2 separate regions of the Mus musculus genome follow, and region 1 is linked to region 2. A link is a contact called in public HiChIP or PLAC-seq data. All regions are on one chromosome and are shown on one strand. Each heading gives the region's core, a stretch centred on a gene start, on an enhancer-like site or on the middle of the called end of the contact. The rest is flanking DNA. Distances are from core to core; before and after follow the strand shown.

Region 1 (2,700 bases), core at 78-2,577, 130 kb before region 2:
TGACCAGCCAATAGGACTGGAAGAGCATTTCTTACTGTTTTAAAACCTTCTCTCTTGGCCACAGACAGTAGAGTTCTTGTCATGGACTCCTCACTGCCCTGTATAAGACAAGATTTAGTTTCCAGGGGTAAGTAGACTACTTCCTGCAGGACTCAAAATCATACTGCACCGTACCCTCTTGATTCCATCTGATGAGAACAGTTTTTTTTTAATATTTAATTGTGTTGTTCCATTCTGTCTGGATATACACTGAGTATTTACTGTGTTTTGTAGATTGTCCCAGGCACTTGTCATTCACTCGTGGCCCAAAATAAAATAGAAAACACTGACTTCGCATGTTTATTTTCTATGGTAACCTAAAGAACAGCCTATCATTCACCCTCAACAAAGTGATATGGTTTTTGTTTCACACATGATAAACTATGTGGAAGAGAAAAAGAGCAGCAGAGTAGGGAAGCTGGAGTGAAATTTCCAGTGTTTGGAACCATGTCACATCACCTTGCAATAGTGAGCTTTGAGCAAAATGTTGAGACTGGTGAGGAGGTGAGTTATATAGTACCAGAGGGCTCCAGCTAAGCTAGCTGCTAGTGTTGGAGAAAGCATGTCTTATGCATTATAGAGCTCAGGAAGAAGTAAATGTAATTGGAACTGAGTTAGAGAAGATTGGTGGTAGACAAGGCAAGGAAGAGAAACTGATGAAGCCCATGCTGGGGTACTAGAGACCCCTGGGAGAATTAGTGCTCTGTGTGAAATGGAAAGTCATTGGAGAAGGTATTGAAGAGGATCAAATCAACAATATATTAATGGAGGTTGTTGTATTGCTAAAGCACTCTATGTAGGTGACAGTGGTCATGACAACTGTAGGAGCCACATTGTTCCGACAGAAATCAAGCCAGGAAATGGAGGTGCTAGCATTGGGGTAAGAGAGAGCCAAGCACCGGGAGCAGGTCAGAGGCTGAACAGGCCTAACACTCTGAATGTCTGAGTGTGGTTCCCATTTGCATGTCTCTCCTGTATGCCACTTCTCTTGCTCCCATTTACACTGTAGTGTGGGGTGTGCTTGAATGATGGATCAAAGAGTGAGAAGTCTTTGAGAAAGCTGTGTAAGCAGCATCCATCATGGGTAACCCCAACTTGTCATTCCCCCCTGCTTTGACAGCTTTTAAAAGCTGTCTTATGTGCGCATCAGTATTTTCGTGCCAGCATGACACTGACTTTGAAGTATAAAACTCTGAGAATCTCAGGTTGCAGACGTTTGCCTCAGTGGACTAACGCAACAGGAACTGAGTGAACTCCCATAGCTCTCCTAAAGTAACAAAGTTTGGCTGGCATTTCAGTCGAGTCATATGTCAAGGAAAACATACTGCATTCCTTTGACATGAGACAAATGCCATATGGTAAGCTTATTTTTAAAATTTTAAGGCAGGAAATCTATGATCTGTCTTAGGAACTATTAATGCTATCGTAAAGGCAAGGCATGCTATGACTTCTCATACCTGTGGGTTTGAAAAAAAAAATCTAGAATGATAATAATATCTTGAGATAGTGGAGGTCGGGAGATGGGGAGGGGAGTAAAAGTTAGTCTCTTCAGCTTTGACAGGAGCCAAAGGACAGAGTTGCCACCATCTGAGTTGTAAAGGGTTGAGTGCTGCTAACATGTAGGAAGACAAATAGATAATGTCCTACTTTCCTGTCTGATGCTGTGGCTAAATTTCCTGAAGGAAACTTAGTGAAGGAAAAGGAAAAAGATTTGTTTAGCTTACAGTTCCAGATTACAGTCTCTAACAATTCATTATTGCTAGGGGGCCAAGGCAGGAAGTCAGAGAGAGAGAGAGACAGAGAAAGAAAGACAAAGAGAGAGAGAGAGATAGAGAGAGAGAGAGACAGAGACAGAGACAGAGACAGAGACAGAGACAGAGAGACAGAGAGAGACACAGAGAGAGACAGAGAGAGAGACATACACAGACACAGAGACACAGAGAGAGATGAATGAATGTAAGTTGTCTGCATCCTTCACTCATGTAATTCAGAACCCAGCCCATGGATTGACATTTCCATACTCAGGCTGGGTCTTCCCATCTCCACTAATCATCAAAACAATCCCCCAAAGACATGCCATGGGTCATCCTCTTCTACATGATTCCTCAACTGAGATTCTCTCTTCAGGTGGCTTTAGGTTGTGGCATGTCGACATCAGAAACTAAGCATCACAGATATCAAGTCCTTGGGCATGGATGTGCTAAATCTGAATTTTAGGCCCATAGAGACAGCAAGCAGAGTTGTGACTAGCAGGGTCTGGATTTAAGGAAAGCAACCTGGATTTTGTATGCCACTGTGAATGCAAAGCACTGAGTCCTTAAGGCAGTAAGGCACTGACAGTCAACCCAGCCCTGGACTCATGGCACAGGGCTCCTGAGAGGTCTTTTGTTGCTGTTTATTCCTTGGTTTGTTAGGTTATGGTTTCATTATCTTCTGTATCCATCACATCCACACGAGATGCCCAGCAGCCTGCAATCGTCACCGGTAATTTTATCACACACAGTCTTAACATCTTATGGCAAGGGTATGTTAAATCACTCTGGCGGTTTGAATGAGAGTGTACCCCATAGACCCATTTTCTTGAATACTTCGTCCTCAGTTGATGAAGTGTTGGGAAATATTAGGATGTTGGGCTTCGACAGAGGAGGTGGATTCATGTTG
Region 2 (2,700 bases), core at 89-2,588:
TTTAGATAAATAAATAAATGACATTTTGGGTTTGTTTTAGACTGTATGCTCTCTAATTCTGACATTTACTTAGTACTTTATAGCTTTCGAAATGTTTATACACACATCACATTTGATCCTTTGTGTGATTTTAATTCAGCTTTACTATCAGAAGTAATGGATATTGGAGTCCAGAACCTTGAGTCATGGAAATACAGTTAATAGAGAATTTTATAAGTTGTCCAAACTCTGCTTCAAGCACAGCCACATGTGACTTCATTGTGTGGAATCGCTGTGTTTCAGTGGCTAAATATTTTCCAGCTTCCGTTTTCAAACATCTAACACTAGAAGGTTACCTAAGAGCACAAGGTTGCTTTGAAGAACTATTTATCAAAATAGGTGCCACTGGCAAGCACTTAATGAGGTTTTCATGGATAAATAACACAGAGGGAACCAAACTCAACATTCCCTCACCATGTGGTAGTTTAGTATATTCAATATGGTATCATGGATGAAAAAATTTCAACCTATTCAGTATCTCTCATGCCCTTAGGTCATAGTGTCTTTTCTATGAAGCAACTGGCAAGACCTCTGTCCCCATATGACACTCTCTAAATCTATCATGAGAACACTGAAATCACATCATGGCATAGAACATAAAACTACTTTAGTCTTTATATTAAATATGGCATCCTATAGAATAATTAAATATTTCTCTCTGGTCACATAAGCAGTCAGAAAATGATCAGCATCTTAAAGAAAATGGGATTAAGAATATAAATAATCAAACACTGTCCAATTTTCCCCGAGCACGTGTTTAAAATGAACAGCCAAGTCACTACACTCAAGGGAAGGGCCTGCATGAGGAAGATATGAGGATTTATAGGAGTAGCTTTGAGCAGTCTCTCCAGACAGTAAACTCTAGTGCGAGGTTAGGGCAAGGCAACTGCAATCATTTGAGACATTCAGTTGTTTCTCGTAGTCAAGTAAAGTTATGACTCAATTATCTAATCAGTAGTTTAAATAAGAAGTTGGATCCCGATTAATCATTGCTTTGTATGAATTGACTCAAACCAAAAATGGAGCTACTAATTCTAAGTGACAGATCATACATACATACATACATACATACACAGGCATATTTGGCATTTGATATATAATGGACCATTTATGTGGAGAATCCAAGAAAAATTGTGTATCTTTAAGACAGAAACTTCATGATATTGATAATCTCAACATTTATTGGTAAAACATAGATCCATCCTTACTCAGAATGATCAAGTAAGTAGGTTGTTGCTGACTTGGGCCTTTGTTGATTTTTTTTTCTACTTCTCCTCTTCTTTTGTCCAACCTTCTAACAACCAGTTCTTGTTGCCATGGCAATAACTGCTGAGACCACATTGACCTCTACCGGGTCCATTTCGTTTCAAGTGAAATCTAGAACAAAAGCCATCAAACGATATTTGCACCATTGGTTCAGAGAATTTAGTGTAAATCACAGTCATCTGGAGGAGGGATCTGCAGCTCGTACACTCACACTCGTGTGTTCACTTGGTGGGCACAGCCAGGAATTGGCAGGTTTCACCAAGCCTGAAAATGAATATTTAAAATTCACTCTCTGCATTGGTTTCCATTAAAGTTAACTTGAATGTATTAATTTTCTCCAAAATCAGGACATACACATGAGTCTTGAACTCTCTTGAATGCTAAGGATTGTTTGATAGTTTTTTTTTTTTAACATAAATTTATTTCACAATAATCCTGAGTACAGCTGCTTTACTTTAAAGCACTTGGCAAACATGGGCTCTTATAAATAAATAAATAAAAATCCTCCCTTGAACATAGCAGTTTTGTTAAGTTAGATGGTAAGCATCAATTTTTATAACACAATTTTTCGGCTTTCAAAATTCCTTCCATAGAAACTGGCGATATGGGCAAGACAGTTCTTTCTTAACCTTTCAAAGCATTTCCATTTACAACAGTAGCAGGCTGTGAGTTATATTTTTAAATTACTACTTAAAGTCAAGCAGAGAGGCAGAATGGCATTAAAAGATTGGACGAAGGCATCAATAATAATAACATTATATTAATTTGTTTCTTCATAAGTCTGTCAGTCACCTAATTCAAAGAAGAAAAATAATAAAGCTTCATATTGTACTTTGCTGTTTTAGACTAAAATTACAAATTGAATTTTAACATTTTTTTTTTCAGTAAAACTACATAAACAATATGAAAATTGGCTGGACTCCTATGATTATAAACTTATTCAAAAAATCATTCTCAAAAATCCTCACTGTATTTGACAAGCATTATGTTATATTGTTTATGAGTCATAATGCAATACTACAGTGAATTCCAATTAATGTACAAGCATGTGGTGTTTATACTACAAGGTCTGTTTGCTAGGAAGCCTGAACACGGAGAAGCAAAGGGAAAGAAAACAATTTTCCTGTACTGCTTTCTGTACACCTAGTTGCTGCAAAAGGCACCATAAATTAATCTCTCGCAGAGAGTAAAGGGCCCCTGCTTCCTGCTGACATTGTAGCTCACCTGTAGGAACTACCTCACTAAGCTTCACCCCTCTGTGGATTGTTATGTCCAGATGCGCAGGAATTAAAATCGTTTCGGCTTTCAAAATTCCTTCCACAGAAACTGGCGATATGGGCAAGAAGGTTCTTTCTTAACTTTTCAAAGCATTTCTAATTACAAGGGTTAGAACGT

What was found. HiChIP or PLAC-seq counts read pairs in DNA pulled down with a chosen protein or histone mark.
Region 1: a contact with region 2 is called in an H3K27ac HiChIP or PLAC-seq map of embryonic fibroblasts, with 12 read pairs. The contact joins the enhancer-like site here to the promoter of 4930590A17Rik in region 2. A contact is called at or near these places in 6 of 484 Hi-C or Micro-C datasets (3T3-L1-derived adipocytes, adipose-derived mesenchymal stem cells, embryonic fibroblasts and 2 more), 1 of 115 datasets of contacts at active chromatin or transcription factors (embryonic fibroblasts) and 2 of 9 other capture datasets (adipose tissue and pancreatic islet).

Annotation. Positions count from the first base shown.
Region 1 is chr16:88,041,223-88,043,922 of GRCm38.p6, reverse strand. All of the region lies in intron 3 of Grik1 (glutamate receptor, ionotropic, kainate 1), which reads left to right. Among named protein-coding and RNA genes, the nearest start is that of Gm33207, 33 kb to the right of the region's middle. Within about 2 kb of position 1,327, at least 13 of the 459 cell types and tissues checked have an H3K27ac peak or open chromatin away from gene starts, as enhancers often do. A contact at or near this core is called in adipose-derived mesenchymal stem cells and embryonic fibroblasts, where this site is marked.
Region 2 is chr16:87,907,909-87,910,608 of GRCm38.p6, reverse strand. 4930590A17Rik (RIKEN cDNA 4930590A17 gene) reads right to left here and starts at 1,338. Exons shown (of 6, transcript NR_155304.1): 1 at 1,248-1,338. The region is part of intron 15 of Grik1 (glutamate receptor, ionotropic, kainate 1); the gene reads left to right.